Linked DNA regions of Mus musculus: regions 1, 2, 3, 5, 6 and 7 are each linked to region 4. A link is a contact called in public HiCAR-type, HiChIP or PLAC-seq and promoter capture Hi-C data. All regions are on one chromosome and are shown on one strand. The core of a region is the stretch at or near the end of the contact, and the rest is flanking DNA. Distances in the headings are between cores, read along the strand shown.

Region 1 (2,911 bases), core at 86-2,585, 1.2 Mb before region 4:
AACCTGGTTCATAACTTTGAGGCAAAGCAGGTATGGGTGTAAATCTCGACTTGATACAGAAAGTCTCCAGTGCAACTAGTGAGCAATGTGCGTGGTTAGGTGAACCGTGTACATCATCACATCAGTAAAAATGGGTATGGGTAAGAGCACTGTCTTTCACATAGGTATGTATGTGCTGGTTAAACATCTGAGGCTTGCCAGATACTACCTAATTTTAAAAATAGAAAGCTGGAGAGTGGCCGAGATGATAAAGTGCCTTTAATTTTGCCCTTTCCCACCACCAAATGTCCTTCACAATTCGTTTTCAAGTGTCACCACCATTAATATGCTATTTGGAGCTCACTGTAGCTCAGACTTTTAACAGGACAGCAAAGATTTGAAAGGTCACAAACATTTTTACTAAGGTAGAGCAAGAACTCTGAGTCTAGCTCATTTTGTTCAGTGGTCCTTACATAAGCTAAGTGAATTTCCAGCGAAATATTACCATCTTTCCTGATGCAGAAAAAGATGCATAAGCAGGTAATTGACTTCACTGCCATAATTGTGATTTAAAAAAAAAAAAAAGTGTCTGGGACTCAGAAGTGCTGGCACTGGAAAACACAACTGCCAATATTCATTCTTTTTGCTTCAACCAAAAGTCTTTCTGTCTGTCTGTCTTCCTTATTTCTTTTAAAAAGACATGTGGCGTTTGGTTCCAAATCAATTACAAATAAAAGCCCAATAAAGAAAGAGCTCTTTCTAGTGTCCTTTCCTCCCATTTGCATCACAGATGGCCACCGAGAGCTTAAGGTTTAACGTCCAGACACTAAAGCCACTCATCCTAAAACGACAGAGCTCCAGATGGACTCTGTCTGGCAAAGGATGGGAAGCTGCCAATCTTCAGAGGTGCAGATAGGGTGAATCCCGGAGGCTACCGCCCAGTTCCCATCAGTTTGCACCCACACTTGGGAAACATCCCTTTCCCATCTCGGGGCGGAATCCTTCCGTGAGTGACCTCTGGGGACCAGAGGGACGCGGGACAGGAAGGCTTCTCTGCCTTTGAGAGAAGTTGACAAGGGCAAGTTCGAATCGCACGCGGGAGCTTACTCACGGGAATGGCCCGGCGTCCTCGCTCTTCCGCCCACACTCGCTCAGGAAGAAGCCCCTAATGCGCGGCAGCCTGAGAGCAGCATCTGAAGCAGCCGCCGCCGCCACCGAGCTAACCCCCCCGGGCGTGGCAGGAACTGGCAGGCGCTCTCACATCATCACCGGGCGACCTTGGAGCTGCAGTGACGCCGGTTCAATGGCAGCCCCCACCCAGCTAGGGAAGCTAAAAAGGAGACCCACTCTCCCAACAGGCTTTGCGGCCCTAGCGCAAAGCCTTCTGGGAACTGTAGTTTGCTTTCCGTCCCGCCTACAGCTCGAGGGCCCCGCCTCCTCACTCCAGAGCTAGAAGCTGGAGGCGCGGTGGGGCGGAGCGGCGGGCCCCGACCCCGCTGGGGTGGGGCGAATCCCGTCCCGGCCGGTTGCCCCGGGCTAGGGCAGAAGTCCAGGCCGACCGGCCTTCTCCAGGCCGTGCTGCACTTCTGTGCCTTGAGGCTCACCCTGGAAGCCGGCCTAGTGTTTTCGCCTCGCCCCTTCGCGAGGCAGGTCCCGGGGCTCGCGCGTGTCGCCTCCCCTCAGCGCCCGCTGTCTGGAGAGTCGCTGGCCTTGGTCACCGCCTAGGTAATGAGGGGAGGCAGGCCAGCACGGGATGGTGTGGGGACCCGGGGAGCGACAGGGAACGCAGGTCGGTAGGTGCACAGCGGAAGGCTACAAGGCCAGTCCTCGCCTCCGCTCCTTACCGGAGTTGACACGGCCGGCCGAGCAGCCGCTGGAGTCTGCGGGACGCCGGCTCCCGCTCTCTGTCTCTGTGCCAGCGCACGGGGGGGCCGGGGCTCCCGGGTGCCCAGCAGCGGTGCCAGGTGCAGGAACCCAGCTACCGCCGCCCCGCTCCCCCAGCTCTTACCTTTGGTAGCGCACACAGGCCTGGCGACTTCCCAAGCTGAAGACACTCTGGCCCCAGACCTGTCTGCTCAGAGACGTCGAAGGGACCTTTTTCCAAATTAAATGTCCAGGCTTCGTTTTGTCTTCAGTGTTTACATTTGATGTCTTGTTTTCCCCTCGTGGGTTTGTTATGTCAAATACCTTTCCTCCAAACTTGATCATGATTTGTGACAGCACCTGCATAGCACAGTGCTTGGCACTCCGTAAATATTTGTTGAAACCATGAGTCATGATACTAAGTTTGGAAAATTGGATTAAGCTGTGTGCTTCGCTATGATCTTTGTTAAGGTTTTATGAGATTTCAAGATCACCTTGAGAATTACTGTAATTTTGAAGCCTAACAAAGAGTATTGGTAGGTTTTTTGTTTTTGTCGGCATTTCCTGTAACAGTAGACCATTGAATACCTCGATTAACGCAAAACCCAAGTCTTGTAAATACATAGCCCCTCTGGTGTCCATTTAAAGTGTTAACCTTTCAAATGAAAGGCCTGGGTATGACTTCTATATTATGCAACAAATTAGATTATTTATAAAGCTTTATTGTGGTTAGCTTTTTAGGTACAATTGCAAGGGACTACACTGAAGTACTCATCATTATGTTTAGGAATACAGGTTTCTTAAATATATATATATATATATATATATACATATACATATATATATATACACATATATATATACATACACACACACACATATATATATACATATATATGCACACATTTATGAGTAAATACATACACACATATTTTAAAGATGGGGTCTCACTATGTTGGTATCCCTAGATGGCTTAGAACTCACAAAGATCAGCCTGCGTCTGCCTCTGCCTCCTGAATGCTGGAATTAAAGGCATGTTCCACCAAGCCTCAGCAAGCTTCTTTATTTT
Region 2 (3,322 bases), core at 135-2,634, 1.8 Mb before region 4:
GTGGCCAATGCGGAGGGAAGCTTTATGAGTAACGGGTTTGGCTATTCACCGTTTTTTGTGTCTCTAGCTCAGCTCAGTGTGTGACCTGGCAGTTTATTATATTGGTGGACCAGGCCGCTGGGGGGCCGTTCACTGGCAAGTTAACTGACCTATATGCCTTCTTTTCCCAACAAGACTAACAAGTGTCAAAGTCATAGGGCAGTTTCAAGGACTCAACGCAGTTAAGTGCTTAGGAGAATGTCTGCTACACACATACTACACAAACATGGCTTTTTAATTAGTGAAATACTGTACCCTTAACACATCAGAAACAAACATAACGTGGGGGACGTGGTAGTCTATCATGCAGAGTATGAAATAAGACTTCCAAGAGAAATGCCAACGGACTCAGGGTTAGAGGATAAAGGTAGGGGAACTTAGAGCCCTGATTCCCATCATTTCCCACTATGCTCCACGGCCTGGCCTTCCTAGGTCCCACCAAAGTTCAGTCCTATGGGCCACCAGTACCTCCAAGAAGTTAGGCTGTTGCTGCTAGGCTATTTTCCCACCGCTGCTCCTTCAGCGCTCCGACCTACCAACTTGAACGGAAAAGAATTGACAGCCAAGATCCAACAAACAGCGGCTTAAAGCCTTAGAGGCAAATCCGAAACTCCAAATACAGTATATGTTAAATGCCAGTGAACAGAAGTGCCTTCCATGTACGAGTAAGAAAGATTAAAGGTTTGAGTACAGGGACGGTGGATGTCAGAAATACCCCTGGCTCTCCTAGAATTCACTCTGTAGACCAGGCTGGCCTCGATCTGGAACACGCGAGAGAGAGAGAGAGAGAGAGAGAGAGAGAGAGAGAGAGAGCGAGAGCGAGAGCGAGAAGTTGGTACATGGAAAGGGATTTTAAGGACAAATCCCGGTGTTTGGGGGATGGCGGATGAAAAGGGCACAAACCGGATGCGGGCAGTTTTATCTGTTGTCCCGGAGAATACACCTTCTGAAGGTCCTTATCTCGGGAGACTTTGTGATAAAGGCACATTCTTGAGTCCTGCACCAGAAGCAATTATAAACCCTGCGGGTGGGGGCCTCGCAATCTGGTTTTAACAAATTCCCAGTCCACCGCAGTCAGGGGACGAGCACCCCTTGCAAGGCGTGGTGACAGGCCGAGGTCAGACTTGCCCTCAGCACACCGCATCGCAGAGCAGGGAGGCCGGGCTGCAGTCCTCACCCAGGCAGAACCCTACAGACGCCCCGGCCTCTGCGCCCGCCGCCCAGCATTCCCCCTACCCCCGGGCTCCAGCTTCCGGAGGAGGGGTCTGGGCTGGACCGGGACGGACTGGTCCAACTCGCGGCCGTTGAGGGGCCGCTTCCCACTCCCATCCCCGCCCGGAGAGGGGGAGGCCGGCCGCTGCGGCGGAGGAAGGGGGACGGGCTACCCTGGTACAAGAGTCAGGGCAGCCTGGGGCTTTAGGGTGGGACAGAGACGCCTACCACCGCGGTGTTAGCCGGTGCCCCCGAGCTGCAACCCCGCGGCCTTCGGCAGGGGGGAGTGCGAACTGGCGCAGGGTAGAAATCTCGCGATAGCAGGCCTCCGGGGCGGGGGTGGCGCCTCTTCCTCCCCTCCTGCTCGCGTTAGTTCCGGTCGCAGAGGAGACAGCGCCGCAGTTGCCGCCAGCTCGGGGATTTCTGGCTCTTTTCTCTTCGCCTTAAATTCGGTGAGGCGAGCGCGGCGCAGCGCCGGGGAAGAGCGGCGCGCCGTGGCCCGGAGGAGGAGGAGGGTGGCGGCGCGGTTCGGAGGGGCCGGCGGGACCCGGGGCCTGGATCCGTGGCCCGGGCCGCCGCTCTGGAGGGCGGGCGAGGCCGCGGGGCGCCGGGGTGGCGGCGCGCCCCCGTGTGCGCCCCGGCCGGCCTGGGTAACAAAGCCGCCGCGGCCTCTGTTGGGTGATGTACGCGTGGGGAGTTCGGCGGGCGGGGCGCAGCCGCCGCCACCACCGCCGCGGCCGCCGCCTCCGCCGCTGCTTTCGCGGGAGGGCGGGCGGATGTACGGGGCGGCGGGGGCCCCGGCGCGCAGCGCCTCGGCGCCTGTGGTCCGCTCGGCGCGGCGGCCACCACCGCAGGCGACAGGGTCGGTGGAGAAGGGCCTGCGGCGCTCCGGGGCCCGCCGCCCGAGCCCCGAGAGGCGGGAGGCACGGGAAAGGGTGTGGATGTGGAGACACGTGCCCGGGGAGGAGGAGGCGGCTGGGGCTGTAGCGTTTGCGGCCAGCTCTCAGTTTTGCATCTTGGAAGGGTGCAAGCGGGCTCTGCGGCTCTCGGCGCCACTTTGGAATGAGGGCAGCGCTGATGCGGTTCAGGGCCTTTGACAGATAGCTCGTGACCGCGACAGTCCTCTAAGTTCGGGTTACTTAGAAAAAGTGGGAGATGCAAAGAACGGTGTAGGAGAGACTGAGTAGTTAGGTTTGTGGTAGGCCATTTGCCACCAGACAGGGTGATAGTAAAATGCTTTATCAAGGTGTAGTTCCAGCACTTACATCAAGGGGTTCCTGGAGAGGGAAACTTACCTGCACCCTCTCTATTGCCTGTTAACTGAAAGCGTCTTGGGCTTGCTTTAATTGTAATTTTGATTTAAGGTTTGATACTTGGTTTAAGAAGTTAATATTACTGGCACGGGTGTTTTTAAGGCCTTCTTTCTCCTTTTTCTAGGGTGTCTTTTATGAATAATCAAAAGCAGCAAAAACCAACGCTATCAGGCCAGCGTTTTAAAACCAGAAAAAGAGGTAACTATTTATTTGTAACTCACCCTCAAGCTTTCAGACATATCTTGGTTTCTCTCACAGTCAGGTAGCTGCATGTTACTAACCCGAAAATAATAGAAACTTGATTTTCTCTTTAACTTCTATTTCAGATTAACTGCTCCCTTAGTGTTTCTCTGCTTTCTCAAATTTCTTTCTTTCTTTTCTTTTCTTTTCTTTTTTTTTTTTTAGTGGCTAAAACCTGTGACTTTAAGCTCATAGTTTAAAGAAGAATTTGAACAAAGAGGGCTAATAGAAGGGGGGGGGCACTCCTAAAGTCCCTGATTTCACCTAGACTTTGTGGAGATATGTGAAAGTGACTCATTTATAGAGTGTCTCACATGGCATAGGTCTGGGAAAAGAGTGTGGGTAGAAATCAGATTTCAACTTAAAGAATTATAGAATGAGATTCACATTAATTTTTTTTTTTTTTAAGGTTTAGCAGAGTCTTAGATTGTAGCTCAGGATGGCCTCCAAATGCTAGGATTAAAGGCCTGAGCTCCTGGCAATCTGGGGATTGAATCTAGTACTCCTATCAGAGGCTC
Region 3 (3,102 bases), core at 4-2,503, 1.7 Mb before region 4:
AAGGGCACACTGTTTGCTCGTTTATTTCCTTTTGTGTCTTTTAATGAAAGGTCTGAGACTGCGACGGCCTATAGAGGCTGGGAGCAAGGTTACCTCCTGAGTGCTGGGACCACACCAGCAGGGTAACGTTGTAATGATCATGTCCACTTGTTTATTCTACTTTGTTCCCTCTATACTGGTACACACAGTCTCTCCCTCGCCACATCCCCTCCCTTCCCCTCTCCTTCCTTATCCTAGGAACGCACTCTGCCACTGAGCTACACACTCACTATCCTGTCTGACTTCCTCCAAAAAAATATTCATTAAAAATTAAAAAACAGCCAGTCGTGGAGGCACATGCCTTTAATCCTAGCACTTGGGAGGCAGAGACAGGCGGATTTCTGAGTTTGAGGCCAGCCTGGTCTACAGAGTGAGTTCCACGACAGCAAGGGCTACACAGAGAAACCCTGTCTCAAAAAACCAAAACACACACACACACACACACACACACACACACACACAAATTAAAAACCATGTAATGGGCGGCTGAGAGGGCAGGCTTGGCAGGTACCAGGACTTGTTGCTTTTGCAGCAGGGCCTGTTCAGTTCCCAGCACCCACATCTGCTTGTGTCTCCAGCTCCAGGGAACCCAAAGGGGTTAGAAACAAGCAACCAACCACCCAGTTAGAATAATTCTATGATACATACTCACCATTTTCCTTCTTGATGGTTCTAGGAAGCACTGTTTAATTTTTCAAATCTCCTACAAGAGAGAGGAATTAGTTCACTTTACCCTATCAAGTTCCCACCATACTTGTTCATCTTTATGGTAGATTTACAACGAAAAGCTTAGACTAGCATCCTCTAAATGAAAATCCTATCATAAAAGTGTTGATCCTACCCAATGCAACAAGCCACCCCAGTGCGCACTTACTTTACTCATTTTCTTCAAGGCTTTCTGCAAGGGAGGCATAGCCCCACCTCCAGGTCTAGTGCTCTAGATAGGCACTTGGAGCTCCCTTTACCCGGGACACCTACTTTACTTAAGACGTCTGTACAATACATTTCTATACTTCACACTTTTGTTTTGTTTTTTCCCAAACGCCACATCTTGCTAACTTATCAATCGTATTTAAAAGTCCCAGGAATACCATCTCCAGCCCGAGAGTTCACCACGAGGATCCCAAGAAATAAATTTGCACCAACGTGGGGCGCAGCAGGCGTTTGAGTGCACGGAGAAAAGGATAAAAGCCTTTCCCCCACACTCACCCACTGCGCTCAGCACCACTGCTGCGGGAACGGAAAAGCCTCAACTACAAGGGCCGGCATGCCTGCGGGTTCCAAAGGCGTGTCTGTGCGCCACAGAAGTGAAGCCCGGAGCCCTCCGCAGGGGACGCCCTACTCTCCCGTCAGTCTCTCCTCATCACACCGACTAGGACTCGGAGGACCACGCACCTCACCCCTCGGCCCCTGAGAGCTCTACCCACAACCTCACTAAGAAGCAGAACCCGCTGTCGCCCAGCAACTTCATACAGCGGCCTGGAGTGGGAAGCAGAACGCACAGGACCAATTCCGCCCAACTTCACACAGCGGCCTGGAGTCGGAAGCAGAACGCACAGGACAACTTCCGCCCAACTTCACACAGCGGCCTGGAGTCGGAAGCAGAACGCACAGGACCACTTCTGCCCAACTCTTTCCACAAAGCCAGGAGCTTCAGAGCAGAGCGGAAGTGATACACTGAAAGAGCTTCTGCGACTGGTGAGTTGTGAACCACTGAAGGGCTCGCGGGGGCTGTCTGTTCTTCTCGCTGGAGGTGCACATCGGGCTGGCTGTGGTGACTGCAGAGGGCCGGGGGAACATGAATATAGAAGGAGAGGTTGCAGATGAAAACTGCCTTGCTGCAGGAGGGGTGAGGGTGCTGACTCCAGGAATAAAGGCTATGCCACGCGGCCCTTGATTATTCTGGAAAAGGTCTTGAGCCATGCGTAAATGAAAGAAAAACCACACGCAAGTGCAAAGAGAGCTCTCGTGTAATTGAAAAATAGCAAGTGGCTGTTCAGAGGGCTAAAGATCATGTAGATTGACAATGGATATTCCCATCTCTCCATTGTACGGCAGCTCCAGCCCATTCAAATAATGCTTTAAATGTGTCTGTACTGTGAGCACATTGTCCGAGAAAAACACCGGGACGTGGTCGTGTCATCTCACAATAGAAGTTTATTGTATAACAAGAAAGCCACAAGTTACATCAGTCTCGTTGGTAGCTTGTTACAGGATGTTTGGTCACACTGTGAACCCCCGAGATTGTGTTATTTACCGATGGTGGGTGGGAGGAACCTTTCTAGTTGTGGTGTGCCCTTAGCACACATCTTTAATCTCAAACAATGAAGGTAAAATTAGTTTGTAGAAGGAAGCATCCATGTTTGAAAGTGATGTCTAATTGAATGGCAGACAAAGTGAGGAATCAGAGAAAGATTTGACAGAATAGGATATGCCCAGCTCTCTCCAGAACAGGGAGAAAAGATGGGCTACTTAAGGGGTAGTGCAGAGAGAGACTGGGGGCAGTTTTTACTGGGACAGTTATATATAGAGAGGATGCAGATAGAGAAAACAAGCTATGCATAAGTGAAGACAGACTGAGCCAAAGAACAAGAAGCAGCCAGAAGATTAGAGAGGATTGTCAGGCTTAGTTTGAGGCCATGCAGAACCATTCAGTCAGAGGCTGAGAGAGAAGCCAGATGAATCAGGCAGCTTGGAGAGGAGTTTGAGCCAGAACAGCTGAGTTGAACCAGCCAGCCAGCGCAAGCTCAGAAAGAACTAGAAAGGGTGAGCTTATTCGGCAGTAATTCTCAGAGTCTGAAAACATAATAGGCCTAGATAAGATTGTATGGAGGCTATAAGCTTCCAGAACTAGGCCTAGCTTAGCAGAGAGATGGGAGACGACAATTATACCAGGTGAATAAAAGATACTTTTACAATACCTGTTTGAGGCAAACACATTTCCTTTATTCAATTCTATTAACTCTCAGATTGCACATCACACTGTTTTGAGTTGTTTTGGTTCTTTGGTGACACTACTCTCCCACCATTCAGTGCACAGCCATGGAATATGTGGGTAGGGGC
Region 4 (2,936 bases), core at 115-2,614:
TTGCAGCACACAAGACAATGTTCCCAGCACCCATGTCAGGAGCCCCCACCCCCACCCAGACCTCCAGCTCCCAGGGATAAGATATCTTCTGGCCTCAGAGGGTATACAAACATATGTGGCACAAGGACGCACACAGGGCATGTGGGGGCATTAGTATATTTTAAAAATAAAGGTCACATAGTGAACCCCCATGATGGCATTAGTAGCTTTACATTTATTTATCTATTGTGCATGTGTATATGCCAGAGGATAATTTTCATGAGTAGGTTCTTGCTTTCCATTTAGTGAGCTAGGGTCTCTTGTTTGTGGCCAGGGCTCGCTGGCCCTCCAGTCTCCATCTTGCATTTCAGGAGGTCTGGCTTGCACAGCAAGTCATCTCCCTCCCTTTCCTTTCTTCTTCTTTTCTTTTGTGGCAAGGTCTCATGCGGCACAGGTTGGTCCCAGACTTGCTAGGTAGCCCATGTCAGCGCTGAACTCCTGATCTCTCTCCCTCCATCTCCTAAGTGCTAGATCACAGACCTGTTTCTTCAGGGTGGCTTCGATTATTTCTGAAGCTTAGTGATTACATATAGAAGTTCATTTTATTACTTTGTTTCCTTGTGTGTGCTTGTTAGGAATCAAACACAGGGCATCTCAGATGCTAAGCTGCTCTAAAACTGATTTTTTTATATGTTTGTAAAATTTCACAATAGTTTCTTAAATGTTTAGATTTAAAAGGTTAATCTTACGCTTTTCTCCTCTCTTAAAACAATAGCAACAACAACAACCTTAAGAAAGTGTGTGCAGCTAATAAGACTGCCTTTTGCTTCTTTTTCTGAAAGACGGAACTCATTCCGTACAGCAGTCTCCTTGGAACAGACACAGAATGGCAGTGACAGTACAAAGGCAACGACGCCAGAACAGGTAAAGATTTCTTTTCTTCTTTTTTCGCTTTTGAGCTCTGTCCCAGGACCAATCCCATTTCTACAAAGAAATCAAATCGAGATCCCTTCGAGACGCCCTAGGGTCGCCGGTCCTCAGCTGATTCGCAGAGGCGCCGCCAGGCGAGGAAAGTTCCGTCCGCCCCACCTAGCAGGGGCGGGGAGCGACGTCAGCACGTCGGCCCTCACGTCCAGCTGGGTGACTACTGACCGGAATGCCCAGGCTGGCTCCGACCGCTTTCAGAGCCTGAGCGAGGGCACTGCGGCTGCGCAGGCATGCCGGGGGAGGGGCTTCGGGGCTGAGCGGCCCTCGAGGAGCGGCTGCCGGAGGGCCGGGTAAATCCCCAGAGGCCGGAATGATTAGCCCAGGGGCTGCTCCGCCCCTGGCTCCTCCCACCCCGCGTCGGCGCTACCCCGCCTCCGCCTCCGCCTCCCGCCCGGCTTCGGGGTGACACGGGGCTTCGCCGCGGGCAGGGCGGAGGGCAGCAAGTTAGCCCGCGGCGGGGTGGCGCCGGCGGGCCTGTGAGCGTGGTGAGGGGACGCCGAGGTCGGGCGGAGGCTGCCGCGGGGCGGGAAGGCCCGGGGGAATGCGGCGCAGGGCTGCAGCCTGAGGGGCGGCGGCGGCGGGCGAGGGGGCGCGGCCGGCCCGGGCGGGTCTGGCTGCGGCCGGTTGGCGTGGGTCCCGGGTCTGGGTCCCAGAGCGCTCCGGGCCGCGCTTCTGAAGTTGATTGGCACGCCTGACGTTTGTCTCTCTTGTTCGTAACGGGGACGCAGGGAGGAAATGGAAAGGTCCCCGGACTGCTGCGAGGCGGGGTCTGGGGTCGTCCCACGGGAGGTGGTCCTTGCCACGGTGTGTGAGCCCCTTTCTTCTTGGGTGGAGAGGTGGAAGCCAGGTAGGCAGGATGACTTTCGCTGTGTGGATGGTTAAAACAAACAAACCAGGAATTCCTCGGGCCCTCCCCCCACGCCCTGCCCTGCAACGCAGCAAACATTCCCAGCAACTTTTAAGAAGCTGGCGAGAAATCTCGGATATTTGTTGTGTTTGATCTGTGCTCCTGGTTAAAGGAAGGCGTGAGTAGGGAGCCGTCTTCCTTCCCATCTACCGCAGTTTTGGTTGTGAATCTGCCTGGAAGGTTTTAGTATTTTATGTTGATCATTAGTCGTGGTGTGCCAAACAGGAGTTTCTGGAATATCTAATCACATTAAAAATTTATCCCTTTGAATGGGGTGATCAAGGCAGACGGATATCTGGATTTTTTTTTTTCAAATGTGGCTTAAAAAAACTTAGGATATTTTTGTATTTCACAGACCTATTTACGAGACCAGCTACCCCTGATGAAGAAGTGTTGGAGTAGTTGCTGAAATTGACCCTTATTGACCTGAGACAGTCTTATTTGTTCTACGAATTTTTTTTTTTGTTTTTTTTTTGTTTATTCCACTGCTTTGAGCTTTACTGTAACGGCTGATAAACTTGGAAAATAAAGTAATATGATATGGTCTTGAACCGTCTTTTTGAGGAAATATTAAAGTACCAGAGTGGAAAGCCAGAATGGCAGCCAGAGAGAGGCTCTTTGAACTTTGGATGCTTTATTGTACAAAGGTAATTTGCTTTCCTTTTATTTCTGTACTTAAAATTACTTGATTATAAAATTTTGTATCCAGCATTATGACCTTATTGTGTAGTGTGTTTGTGCATATTGATAATCCTGAACTGGCAGGTGTGGTGGTGCATACCTTTAGTCCCAGAACAGAGTCCTAGAACAATGCCGGGCCAGGTGGTGTTATGTGAGTTTGAGTCTATCCTAGTGGACGTAAGACATTTCCAGGACAGCCAGGGCTGCAATTCTCAAAACAGAACCCCAAACAACTCCCCCATCCTGAATTTAAAAAACATGCAAGAGAAATAAATAAATTTTAAAAAACATGTAAGAGATCTTGAATTTCCCATATTTATTTTTCAGTTTTGAGTACATTGACAATATTGGCCTGCTATTAAAAACTTACAAATATTTCTTT
Region 5 (3,339 bases), core at 101-2,600, 1.5 Mb before region 4:
ATTGAGGACTGGAGGGAGCACCCATAAACCCCCAAGGGGGAGCATTCCTGTGTTCCTGTCGGAAAACTAAAGATTAACTTTGCTGGCCGAGCCACAATTAGTCAAGCACAAAACATCTAGAGAATTACTCATTTCCTGGAGTTGAACTGTCCAGTTTCCAGCTTTCCTTTCGAAAAGTTGGTTCTCTCTCTCTCTCTCTCTCTCTCTCTCTCTCTCTCTCTCTCTCTCCCTCCCTCTCTCTCTCTCTCTCTCTCTCTCTCTCTCTTTTGGTGGACAAGTTCGCTGGAAGTAAATTCAAGGAGTCTAATTAAATCCTCCGGGTTCAGGTAACCTTCGAAAAAAAATTTTTTAACAGTAAAAGGGGTGGGGCCAGAAGGGAGTGTCATATGTCAGGCCTTGACCAATAGGGATGATCTAAAATTTAAAACCTAAGAAGAGATTTTAGATAAAAGGTCGACCTCCTAGTTTACAAAAGGTTCTGAACAAAGCAGAAAGCTCAGCTCTCTGGTATCACAAACAAGCTTGGTTTGTAAGCAAATTATTTTTTTATTTTATTTTTTGGTATTCTGAGACAGGACTCTATTCTCTATACAGCCCTGGCTCTCCTTAAACTCACTGTGTAGCCCAGGCTGCCCTAGACTGTGCAGAGATCCACCTGTGTCTGCCTCCTGATTGGATTACTAGGATTAGAGAGTATGTCGCTATTAGTCACTGTTCCTGGGAGTCCACCAGAGATAACCACGTAGCCAAAGTTCATAGCCTATTGAAAGTCTTTATTCCAACCAGCTGGGATGACACTTAGGTACTGTGTGTATTCAGTGACCAATGTCCAGAGCACAGGGTTTCTGAAGGCAGAGACCTCACTTGGCAGCTGGAGCGGGGGGGGGGAGTGGGGGGGGGGTGGGGGGTGGGGGGCGGGGTGGGGCGCGGAGGTGGAGGCTTTGGGTAAGCAAGCGATTTGACCGCTAAAATCTTCTCTCAGCAGCCGACCCCACCCCCGCCCGCCCCCAAAGCTGGGCGTACACCACCACACTCAGCTTCAATGGATTTTTCCAGAAGTTTTATGTTGTACATTGTTTTTGATGACATTTAATTCTTTAGCAAGTCACCACTTGCTAACCTAGTTTCCCAAGCTGCGAGAAACCCGGGTGGGGGGTGGGTGGGTGGGAAGTGGGGTGTTTCCTTCCTTCAGAGAAGTAGCATGGGGGGCGGGATTTGGGGTATGTGCGGTCTTTGGGGTTTTCTTTCTTTTTTTTTTTTTTTTTTTTTTTTTTGAGCCTTGACTGGTCAGTTTCGCCCCTAGAGGCGGAAGTTGGCTTCCTCTCTGGCTTCCTGTAACTTTCCTCCGCCCTCTTGTTAGGATTGTGGAATTCAGCAATGGCCTCGATTCAGTTTTGGTGAAATGGCGGCCATTCTCATCTTCTCGGAGCCCTTCTCTTTGCTCACACTCGCGATTCTGCCCCCGCAAGAGTACTCTGGGGACGTCCTTATCGCTGGGAGAGAGCGGTCGCATCTCATTCCTGAACCTGTTGGGCTCGCTGGGCGCGTCACCTGGCTAGCAGCTTGGGCCAGCTCCGCAGGCTAACTTTCCTGGACGCCTACTGAAGAGTCTGCTCCTCTCTGTGTTCTTTCCAGTGTCTCGTTCGATCCAGTTTTCTGGTGGTCTCCAGCGAAGACAGGCGACAAAGCCGTTGTTGAGTGGGATGGGCCGGCGACCGCCCGGTGTGAGTAATCCCAGAACCCCTCCTATTCTTGCAGTTCCCAAAGGGACTTGGGAAGTTGGAGAGCTGACTCCTGATTAATGTAGGAAAGTGTTCGTTTCCTATCTTCCACTCTTGGTTCCTTCTGTGCTTTTTGGGGATCCACTCACAGCACCTCCAGACTTGTGGCACATTCAAATCCAAGTCTTTCTTGAAGAGAGCCAAAGACTTATTAAATTAAACTTGTTACTGGACTCAAATGCCTCCTTGTTAATTTAGTGTGTGACTCTGGATGGCGTGAAATTTCGAACAAGGTACTTGGGTGTTTTTTGTTTGTTTCTATAATCCCAGCGTAGAGGCTGCCTGGACAAAGCTCAAGGACAGCTTATCCTGGCAAGAAGCCTGCTGGCCAAGAGTGAGGCAGTGAGGGTTTGGCCCAGGGCCTTCCTATACTCAAAGCATTATTTCTCTTAAATCTCAGAAACAAGAAGCACTACCTGTGTTATGACGCCCTAGCTGACCTTCACCTCTGGGAAGACTTGACACCCCACCTGGGGCAGCTGTCTTGCTCCTTACTAAGGATTTTACTTCTTATTTTGCATTGCATTTTAATATCCAAAACCTTTCAGGCAAGTTATAATATAAATAAAATATACCTGCAAAGTAAATACAGACACTGCCCCCACCTCCCACGAGTCCATTCCCTAGCGACAGCCAGAGGTGGCTGGTTCTAGTCACATACATTGGTGTACTCAAATACAGTCTTTTGGTTGCCTTTAAAAAAATTGGGAATCTTCCCTTGGCCCCAGCCATCCAGCTCCTTTTCGTATTCTTTCTCCAAACAGTCTTTCAGAACAGATGTTTGTGGTGTTGTTTTTCTGTTTCCATCCTAGTTTCCCCTCCTTCCCCATCTTGTGCAGTGGCCACTTGGATTTGTTTCATTGGCTCTTTTTTTTTCTTTCTTTCTCCTCCCTCTTCAATTCTTAGCTTTGGGGAACAATTTCTTCCTTTGTGTCACTATTGAAAGAAAAAGACTGTGTGTGTGTGTGTGTCTGTCTGTCTGTGTGCCCTTGTCTTTCTAGGTAAAATTGAACTCTTTCTGCTCTTTGTACCTTATTCTATATTTATGCTCATTCGATGATCTGTACTCATAGCCACTTTTTCTTTGTCCATTTAATGCCAGAAAACAACAACAACAACAACAACAACAAAGACAACAACAACAAATCTTAGCTTCATTATTTTCCTCTTTCTGGGGTTTCTTTGGTTGAACACATTGAAAGAATTAAGTTCTGCCAACTCGGTATCAGATTTACCACTTATTCGAGACTGTGTTCTGCATTGAACTCTTCAGTTGAAGAAGACTGTGGTATCTTCTGATTTTTTTGTTTGTTTTTTGTTTTTTTTTCGAGACAGGGTTTCTCTGTGTAGGCCTGGCTGTCCTGGAACTCACTCTGTAGACCAGGCTGGCCTCAAACTCAGAAATCCGCCTGCCTCTGCCTCCCAAGTGCTGGGACTAAAGGCGTGCGCCACCACACCCGGCTGTATCTTCTGATTTTGAAGACAGCACTTCACTATAGCCCAGGCTGGTTTGCAACTCACCACGCAGCACAGATTGGCCTTGAATTCTCCAAATCCT
Region 6 (3,259 bases), core at 252-2,751, 1.6 Mb before region 4:
GTATATGCATAAATGTTTATGTATATGTATGTTTATGTTATGTATATGTATAAATATTTATGTATAAATGATCAATAGTAGAAAAAGATTACATCTTAGAAAGTTTTTCTAACATGTAGTTAAATAACAAGCCCAGAAAGACAATATACTTCCTGGATACATTTGTCCTCATCGTCTAACTTGACGGCAGCATCTCAGGCCTCTTACATTTTAATAATTTATAGTGCTACTTTTTAAAGATATTTTTCCAATGAGTTATAAAAGTGCCCTTCCACAATATTCGCCGACAGGGATTTGTTTAGGACTGTATTTCACCATTCAAACCGTGGATTTAAAAGACTTTTCAAAACAAAATAGTTTTAAATTTGTACATAAATTTTATCTATGTCCATGACATTCAACGAACTTATTTTTTTAAGCCTAAGGCATAACTCACAACTAGCTTCCTAGACTTAACAAGGGAAATCACTTAAAAGTTGACACTCCTCTGCTAAGATTCCCAACTTATTTTCACAGTCCTTAACACTGGGGGCGAGTTGTCTACCAATTTACTGTTCATTTTCTAATCTACATTTATCTTCGTCTATAGATTTAAAAGGCTCTCCACTTTTCTGAAGGTTAAAGCCGCAAAGCAAATTCCTGTACTACAAAACACGAATCTGACAACATTCCTCTAAAGCTAACATCGTGTTGTCTCGCAACCAAAGTCCATATTTGGGATAAGCGCTTCGTGACTACTCTTGCCTTCACGCTGTCCTCCTCCTACAGACCCTGCCTCGGTAGAGAGAACGCTGGAGCCAACAAGAACAAAGTGCTCAGATACATCAATGGGTTGCAGAGCTCTTCTTCTACCAGGGTCAGTCGAGTTACTTGGAAAAATAACTGCCATGGGTTACATAATGTACAACCACCAATTTCTAGAGCTGACCACCAATAAATATCTTTCTTCTCCGCACCTCTCCCCATCCCAGCAAACGGCCCTAAGAACACCTAGGATTTCACGCAGGTGTCTGCAATACCACGTCCTTCTCTTACCTGAGGCTTCTTGCAAGACATCCCTTCAGCCCTCACTACCTGTGTCTTGCTCCCGCCTCCTTCCCGCCTCAGCCCGCGCCACCGACACCCTAACGCCCTTGCTAGGGCCCCAAGTTGCCCCACAACACTCATCCCCAAGCCGCCTCGGCAGACGCCTTCTCCTCACGACCCTCCCGAGCTTGCTCCCAGGTCTGCAGGGCTTCGGATCCAACAGTCCTGCTGCCTTCCCACTTCACCTTCGTCAGCTCCCGACTACGGCGTCCGAAGCCGGAGGAGAAATTCCTCTTCACCCGGCACCGTGCGCCCCCCCCCCCGCAACCCCCCCAAGACAGCACCGCCGCCTACCTGTCACCCCGCAGCCTCAGGCTTCCTACCGCCACCGCCACCGCCACCGCCTCCCGCAGCAGCCTGCCAACTGCAGCATAACAACCAGCCTTCTCATTGAGTGGGCCCACGCGCTTAATAACAACCGCTCTCATTGGCTGCGCTATGACTTTGGCCCGCCTCTCGGTGCTCCGCCTAAAGATTCCGTCCTGGAGCAAGACAAACACGGCTTTATCGTCCTTCTCCTCAATATCTTCTACCTCAAGCAGACTCCAGCTGCAAAGTGTGGGAAATAATCTCTACTTCCAGGCTCCTTCATGTCATCTCTACGTTGTCTGGGAGCCTTGCGCCAGTACCGGAACGTTTACCATCTCCCCCATTTTCCTGTCGTAAGAAACTAGAGGAAACAACGTCCGTTTCCGGTTGTCTCCGGCTGTAAGGTTGAATATTGAGTGTCCCGGGAGGTCAGATTGCTGTCAGGTAATTTAGGGAGCTGGTGGGAGACTTCTGGATTACGCATAATCTAAACTTTATCCAGGGAATGCAGAAGTGGAGAGGGCTGAAGGGATCCGATAAGACCGGGAGAAGATCCGGGATCTAGCTAGGGAGCGCCGCTGCAAGGTTCTTGCTGGGCTGTGTTGAGGCGGATGAAGGATGTCTTGAGAATTACGATGGTTGTTAAATCCCAGAGATGTTTTAAACCGCCGCTACCAGATGCAATGTACTCCTCGCCTCCTGGCTTTTTGGGTTGTATTTGAATAGGGTAAAGAACAGCTCAGACCCGAAAATACTTAAAACTAGAAGAAATAATTGCAACGGTTGCTTCACAAGCTTGTATTTTAAGTACGGTTTCCCAAATATAAGTGTTTACGACACAGTGCTTAAGTGAAAAAGAGCAAGTCACAAAATCAAGACTACTGCATAATCCTAGGATTAAGGATTGGATACTAAAGTAATAGCAGTTCATTTGTATTTTCCCATATTTTAATGGTCATCTCAGTTTTTAAATGAGGGAAATTTGAGATACACCCTTGAAAATCCCTGATAAACTGTAAAATTATATGTAATGGATGTAACATTCTTCTTCCTTAGGGAAAGCAAGTCAACATTTCCCCAGTGCTAGATAGAACAAGCCATCGTTAGTGAAGGTTGATCATCACCAAACTTTTGAGTTCACTTCTGACATAGGCAGATAGCATTTAAATTTTCCATAATTATGTGTTCATTCATGGTTGAATCCTTTTTTTTTTCTGTTCTTAAACGGACAGTTCTAAAGGTGAAATAATTTCCTGTTGTTGAGCCCTCAGTGCAGTAGAACTCGCTCATTCTGTGGAAGAGGAGAGAACCAGTTGGATTAGGTTGCCCTCTGACCTCTGCATGAACATCCACACACACACACACACCACACATGACTTTAAAGAAATACTCTTAAAAATAGGAGCCCAGCATGATGCACAGGCTTGTACTCCTGGCAGTTGGGAGACAGAGACAGAAGGAGTAAGAGTTCAAAGTTTCCCTGGCTACATACCAAGTTTGAGGTGAGACTGAGCTTTGTGAGACTGTCTCAAGTAAATAAACAATATTCTTGTAAGATAGGGGTGGCTCATACCCCAGTGATACAGTAATGTGTGCTTTATTTGGAAAAAAAAATCTAATAAACATATTCAATGTCATGCACATTCAGGAATTTCTCTTAAGAGATAACATCCAGTAGAAATGCAATGGAAGCCATATATGTAAAATTAAAATTTCTAGTAGACAGTAAAAGTAAAAAACAAATTCATCTAACCCAGTATGTTAAACATATTTAAGCCTGAAGCCTGGTGTGGTTGCCTTTAATCCTAGCACTTGGGAGGTAGAGGCAGGTGAGTCTCAGAGTTCAACACTAGTCTAGTATACA
Region 7 (3,227 bases), core at 362-2,861, 1.1 Mb before region 4:
AACTGGACTGCTGGGTTTAGATCTATTCTGCCATTCCTACACCCCATGTAAAATTCTTTTCTTCTTCCACTTCAACCAGTCTGGCCTATTGTGAGCATTCAGAACAGGATCAAACAGAGCTCATCTCCCTTTACAGACCTTCCATTAGTGGTTAAGTATTGGAAGATAATGTTGCATGCTCAGATAAAACTAGACCATGCCATATAAATGTGTGTGCATGCATGCTTGTGTGTGTGTCTGTGCATGCATGTGTGTGCATGCATGTGCATGTGTGTTTGCATACAATAAATAACCATATATAAGGAATGAAGAGTGATGTTTTACTTAGGGAAAGCCTCTTTGATGTTATCTGAGCTGAGCCCTTCCTGACAAAGGTGCCAAATTTACAGGGAATGAGGAGCACATGTTAAGGCTTTCAAGAAAGACAGGGCATGAAGGGCTCCAGGTAAAGAGCAGCCAGGCAGAAACCAGTGACACAGGACAGAAGGCAGACGTCAGATTAACTATGACCTCGCAGACTAGCAGAAGGAATACGGATTTAGTTCTATTAACTAGGAAGCCAACTAAGGTTTTATGCCACAGAGTAACATGCTTTTTTTTTAAGTTACTTTAAATAGAAATAGGTAACATATTTTAGAACAGGAAGTATTTGGGGCTGGTGTAGTTTACCCTGTTCTTACTTAAGAAAAGTCCTGCTTGCAAGCTCAGGAAGCATTAGTTAAGCATTCTGAAAATTTTCAAAATAGATGGCTTAGCCATTAAGAGCAGTTACTGCTCATGCAGCAGACCTGGGTTTAGTTCCCAGCACCCACAAAGCACCAGTAATTCCAGTTCCAGGGAAATGGACAGCCTCTTCAGGTTTCTGTGAGCAACAGGCACACAAGTGGTTCATATATTGGCAAAACACTCAAAACAAATACATTTTTTTTTTTTGGTTTTTTTGAGACGGGGTTTCTCTGTATAGCCCTGGCTGTCCTGGAACTCACTCTATAGACCAGGCTGGCCTTGAACTCAGAAATCCACCTGCCTCTGCCTTCCAAGTGCTGGGATTAAAGGCGTGCGCCACCACTGTCCGGCTACAAATACACCTTTAAAAGAATTGATCTCTAAGAGCAGTGCCTAGACGTCGATTTATTAGCTCGGGTATTTCATGCTGCTTATGGAAGGCACTGATTCCAAAGGCTCACATTTTAGATATTCTTGCTTGTCCCATTTCGCAATCCATGGTTGTATTCACTCAAACAAATTCGTGAGAATGCTACAAAATTAGGACACTGACGATGTCCTAATGGAATCCAGCAGTCAAAATGACAACTGGAATAGAATGGTGGTCCTACAAAAGCACTACTATTCTCAAGATGCTATGAAAGTGGGACCCAGTCCTCTTGGTATTTCAAAAGTCCCGCAAAAATGAACCATCTCACCCATCTAGAAACCGCACCTCTAAGCCCCTCAAAAGAAGAACCGCTGAACAGGCGGAGACTAAATTCCCAACAGCTCAAAAGTACCTGAGGCTCGCTAACCACCTGCTTCTTCCCCATCACGTCTCCAGGGACCGCAGCAGAGCTCAGGGCACCACAGCCGCCCGCCCCGCCCCGGTCCGGCCCGCCCCGCCCCTCCTGCCCAGGCGCGCAGGCGCAGAGCGTCATCGGGCTGCGCCTCATGGCTGCTGGGCCCGGAGCGTCCCCACCCGTCCCACGGGAGGTATTGGGGCTACCGGAGCCGAACCCAATCTGACCCCTTCGAACTAGGAAAACCTCAGCGTCGGCCGGCGTCCCCAGGAGCGGAGGGGGTTCACCCACAGTTTCCCGGGAGGTCATCGTGGTTTGCGTGGGGGTGGGCACGGCGGGACCAGACTCGTATTCAAACTCCCCACCGGAACATCCTCCTCTCTGACCGAGAGCCGCCCGGAGGCGTCGCCATGGCAACGCTGACTAGGGCGCCCGGATGTTGGGTGGACCTGATCGCCTTTTGCGGGGCCCGCCCTGATGTACAGCCCCGGTCCGCCCCCGCCGCACCCCTCGGGCAGTGCTGTCCCCAGATTCCCGGCTCGGCGGTGGTCACTGCTGGTTAGGACACCTCCACTTCGCCACACTCCGGGCCAGGCGCCCCTCGTCGCTCACCGCTTGGTCCTCCTCCAGCGGAGGCCCTGAGTCGTCCCTCATGATGCTTTCCCGCGGGCCTCCCTAGGCGCAACCGCCGGAGCCCGAGGCCGGCTTCCCGCGACGCCCGGCCTCCGGGGACTTGTGGGAGGAGGCGGCTTTGCGGAGCCTGGAGAGGCCGGCGTCCCCCACCTGGTTCCCGTCTGCCAGGGTGCTGCCTGGAGGGAGATCTGTATGACTGAAACAGCGAGGATCTCTTTCACTGGCCTGCCCAGTTTCCTAGATTCCCTGTAGGCCTAGGAGTATAATCTGAATGTTCAGTTCTGATAGTTCCTTCAGTGGGAACAGTTATAGTTTAAAATAGGTAGAATGGAGGGAAGTGTGGATATAAAGAAGATGAACAGACATGGGTGCAGTGGAGCTTCGGATCTAGGGAGACCAAGACTGTATCAACATCCTCGTTTTGGAGCTCATATACAGGCTCCAGGACTAGTCCACTTTGCTGATTTGGAAATAACAGTGTCATAGGTTTCCTTATTAGATAAATGTGTACTTGTTAACCGCTCTTAGCTTAGTTAGTCAACTAGGCACTTTTGTAAAATATAAACAGAAATAAGAAAATATTTTACAAAGTAAAATACAGTTTGTCATTAAGTAGACTGGTTTATTTAGAAGAGTTACATCTTACAAAACACCATATGAAATCTATAAAATGCTCACATTCAGTGACAACATTGTCACATACCTGCCATTAGCTCATATGGGGAAACATCGGGAAAATGCCTGAGAGCCAAATGAGTAGCTCTGTATATGTATAGGATGCTATTTATAGCTATACAATAAGGACTTCATAGTCGCAGTTCTAATGGGTCAAACACTGCTGTTTTCAATGGCAGCCGTTATTCCGGATCTTTAGGGCACACTATGAAGCTTCCAGCTTTAAGCAGGACACTAGATTAAGATTCAGTGTCAGGGGAAACCCATGCCTCTGGCACCCACTGCAGTTCTTCCTGAGCCTTCTGTATGGCGGACAACAGCTGGCCACATGCATCTTGCAAGTTGTCATTCACAATCACGTGATCAAAAAACTGGCCAAACTGACTCTCCATTTTCTGGGCTAACTCC

Evidence for each region. Promoter capture Hi-C pulls out the DNA fragments that hold promoters and counts their contacts. HiCAR-type assays count read pairs that join an accessible place to other places. HiChIP or PLAC-seq counts read pairs in DNA pulled down with a chosen protein or histone mark.
Region 1: a contact with region 4 is called in an H3K27ac HiChIP or PLAC-seq map of microglia, with 6 times the contacts expected there. The contact joins the promoter of Trak2 here to the promoter of Nbeal1 in region 4. A contact is called at or near these places in 3 of 39 promoter capture datasets (embryonic stem cells and liver), 1 of 115 datasets of contacts at active chromatin or transcription factors (microglia) and 1 of 9 other capture datasets (adipose tissue).
Region 2: a promoter capture Hi-C map of pre-B cells shows a contact between it and region 4, with 3 times the contacts expected there. The contact joins the promoter of Bzw1 here to the promoter of Nbeal1 in region 4. A contact is called at or near these places in 2 of 39 promoter capture datasets (liver and pre-B cells) and 1 of 115 datasets of contacts at active chromatin or transcription factors (astrocytes).
Region 3: a promoter capture Hi-C map of liver shows a contact between it and region 4, with 4 times the contacts expected there. The contact joins the promoter of Nif3l1 here to the promoter of Nbeal1 in region 4. A contact is called at or near these places in 3 of 39 promoter capture datasets (the HPC-7 cell line and liver) and 1 of 115 datasets of contacts at active chromatin or transcription factors (astrocytes).
Region 5: a promoter capture Hi-C map of pre-B cells shows a contact between it and region 4, with 3 times the contacts expected there. The contact joins the promoter of Cflar here to the promoter of Nbeal1 in region 4. A contact is called at or near these places in 2 of 39 promoter capture datasets (liver and pre-B cells).
Region 6: a promoter capture Hi-C map of pre-B cells shows a contact between it and region 4, with 4 times the contacts expected there. The contact joins the promoter of Fam126b here to the promoter of Nbeal1 in region 4. A contact is called at or near these places in 2 of 39 promoter capture datasets (liver and pre-B cells) and 1 of 115 datasets of contacts at active chromatin or transcription factors (astrocytes).
Region 7: a HiCAR-type map of astrocytes shows a contact between it and region 4, with 4 times the contacts expected there. The contact joins the promoter of Tmem237 here to the promoter of Nbeal1 in region 4. A contact is called at or near these places in 1 of 39 promoter capture datasets (liver), 1 of 484 Hi-C or Micro-C datasets (olfactory sensory neurons) and 1 of 115 datasets of contacts at active chromatin or transcription factors (astrocytes).

What each region holds. Positions count from the first base shown.
Region 1 is chr1:58,972,147-58,975,057 of GRCm38.p6, forward strand. Trak2 (trafficking protein, kinesin binding 2) reads right to left here and starts at 1,336. Exons shown (of 16, transcript NM_172406.3): 1 at 1,091-1,336. It overlaps Stradb (STE20-related kinase adaptor beta), which reads left to right and starts at 1,376. Exons shown (of 12, transcript NM_172656.6): 1 at 1,376-1,704.
Region 2 is chr1:58,391,514-58,394,835 of GRCm38.p6, forward strand. Bzw1 (basic leucine zipper and W2 domains 1) reads left to right here and starts at 1,385. Exons shown (of 12, transcript NM_025824.4): 1 at 1,385-1,703; 2 at 2,689-2,762. The coding sequence starts at 2,699. Gm39644 (a long non-coding RNA gene) reads right to left here and starts at 1,030. Exons shown (of 3, transcript XR_003947828.1): 1 at 943-1,030.
Region 3 is chr1:58,443,898-58,446,999 of GRCm38.p6, forward strand. Nif3l1 (Ngg1 interacting factor 3-like 1 (S. pombe)) reads left to right here and starts at 1,254. Exons shown (of 7, transcript NM_022988.3): 1 at 1,254-1,737. It overlaps Ppil3 (peptidylprolyl isomerase (cyclophilin)-like 3), which reads right to left and starts at 1,589. Exons shown (of 7, transcript NM_001285827.1): 1 at 1,249-1,589; 2 at 692-742. The coding sequence starts at 694.
Region 4 is chr1:60,179,235-60,182,170 of GRCm38.p6, forward strand. Nbeal1 (neurobeachin like 1) reads left to right here and starts at 1,365. Exons shown (of 55, transcript NM_173444.2): 1 at 1,365-1,451; 2 at 2,229-2,520. The coding sequence starts at 2,470.
Region 5 is chr1:58,711,936-58,715,274 of GRCm38.p6, forward strand. It overlaps Cflar (CASP8 and FADD-like apoptosis regulator), which reads left to right and starts at 1,351. Exons shown (of 10, transcript NM_207653.6): 1 at 1,351-1,724.
Region 6 is chr1:58,584,832-58,588,090 of GRCm38.p6, forward strand. It overlaps Fam126b (family with sequence similarity 126, member B), which reads right to left and starts at 1,502. Exons shown (of 13, transcript NM_001310598.1): 1 at 1,381-1,502. Ndufb3 (NADH:ubiquinone oxidoreductase subunit B3) reads left to right here and starts at 1,566. Exons shown (of 3, transcript NM_025597.3): 1 at 1,566-1,839.
Region 7 is chr1:59,118,195-59,121,421 of GRCm38.p6, forward strand. Tmem237 (transmembrane protein 237) reads right to left here and starts at 1,612. Exons shown (of 13, transcript NM_001037812.3): 1 at 1,509-1,612. The coding sequence starts at 1,541. It overlaps Mpp4 (membrane protein, palmitoylated 4 (MAGUK p55 subfamily member 4)), which reads right to left. Exons shown (of 22, transcript NM_145143.3): 22 at 2,741-3,227. The coding sequence ends at 3,059.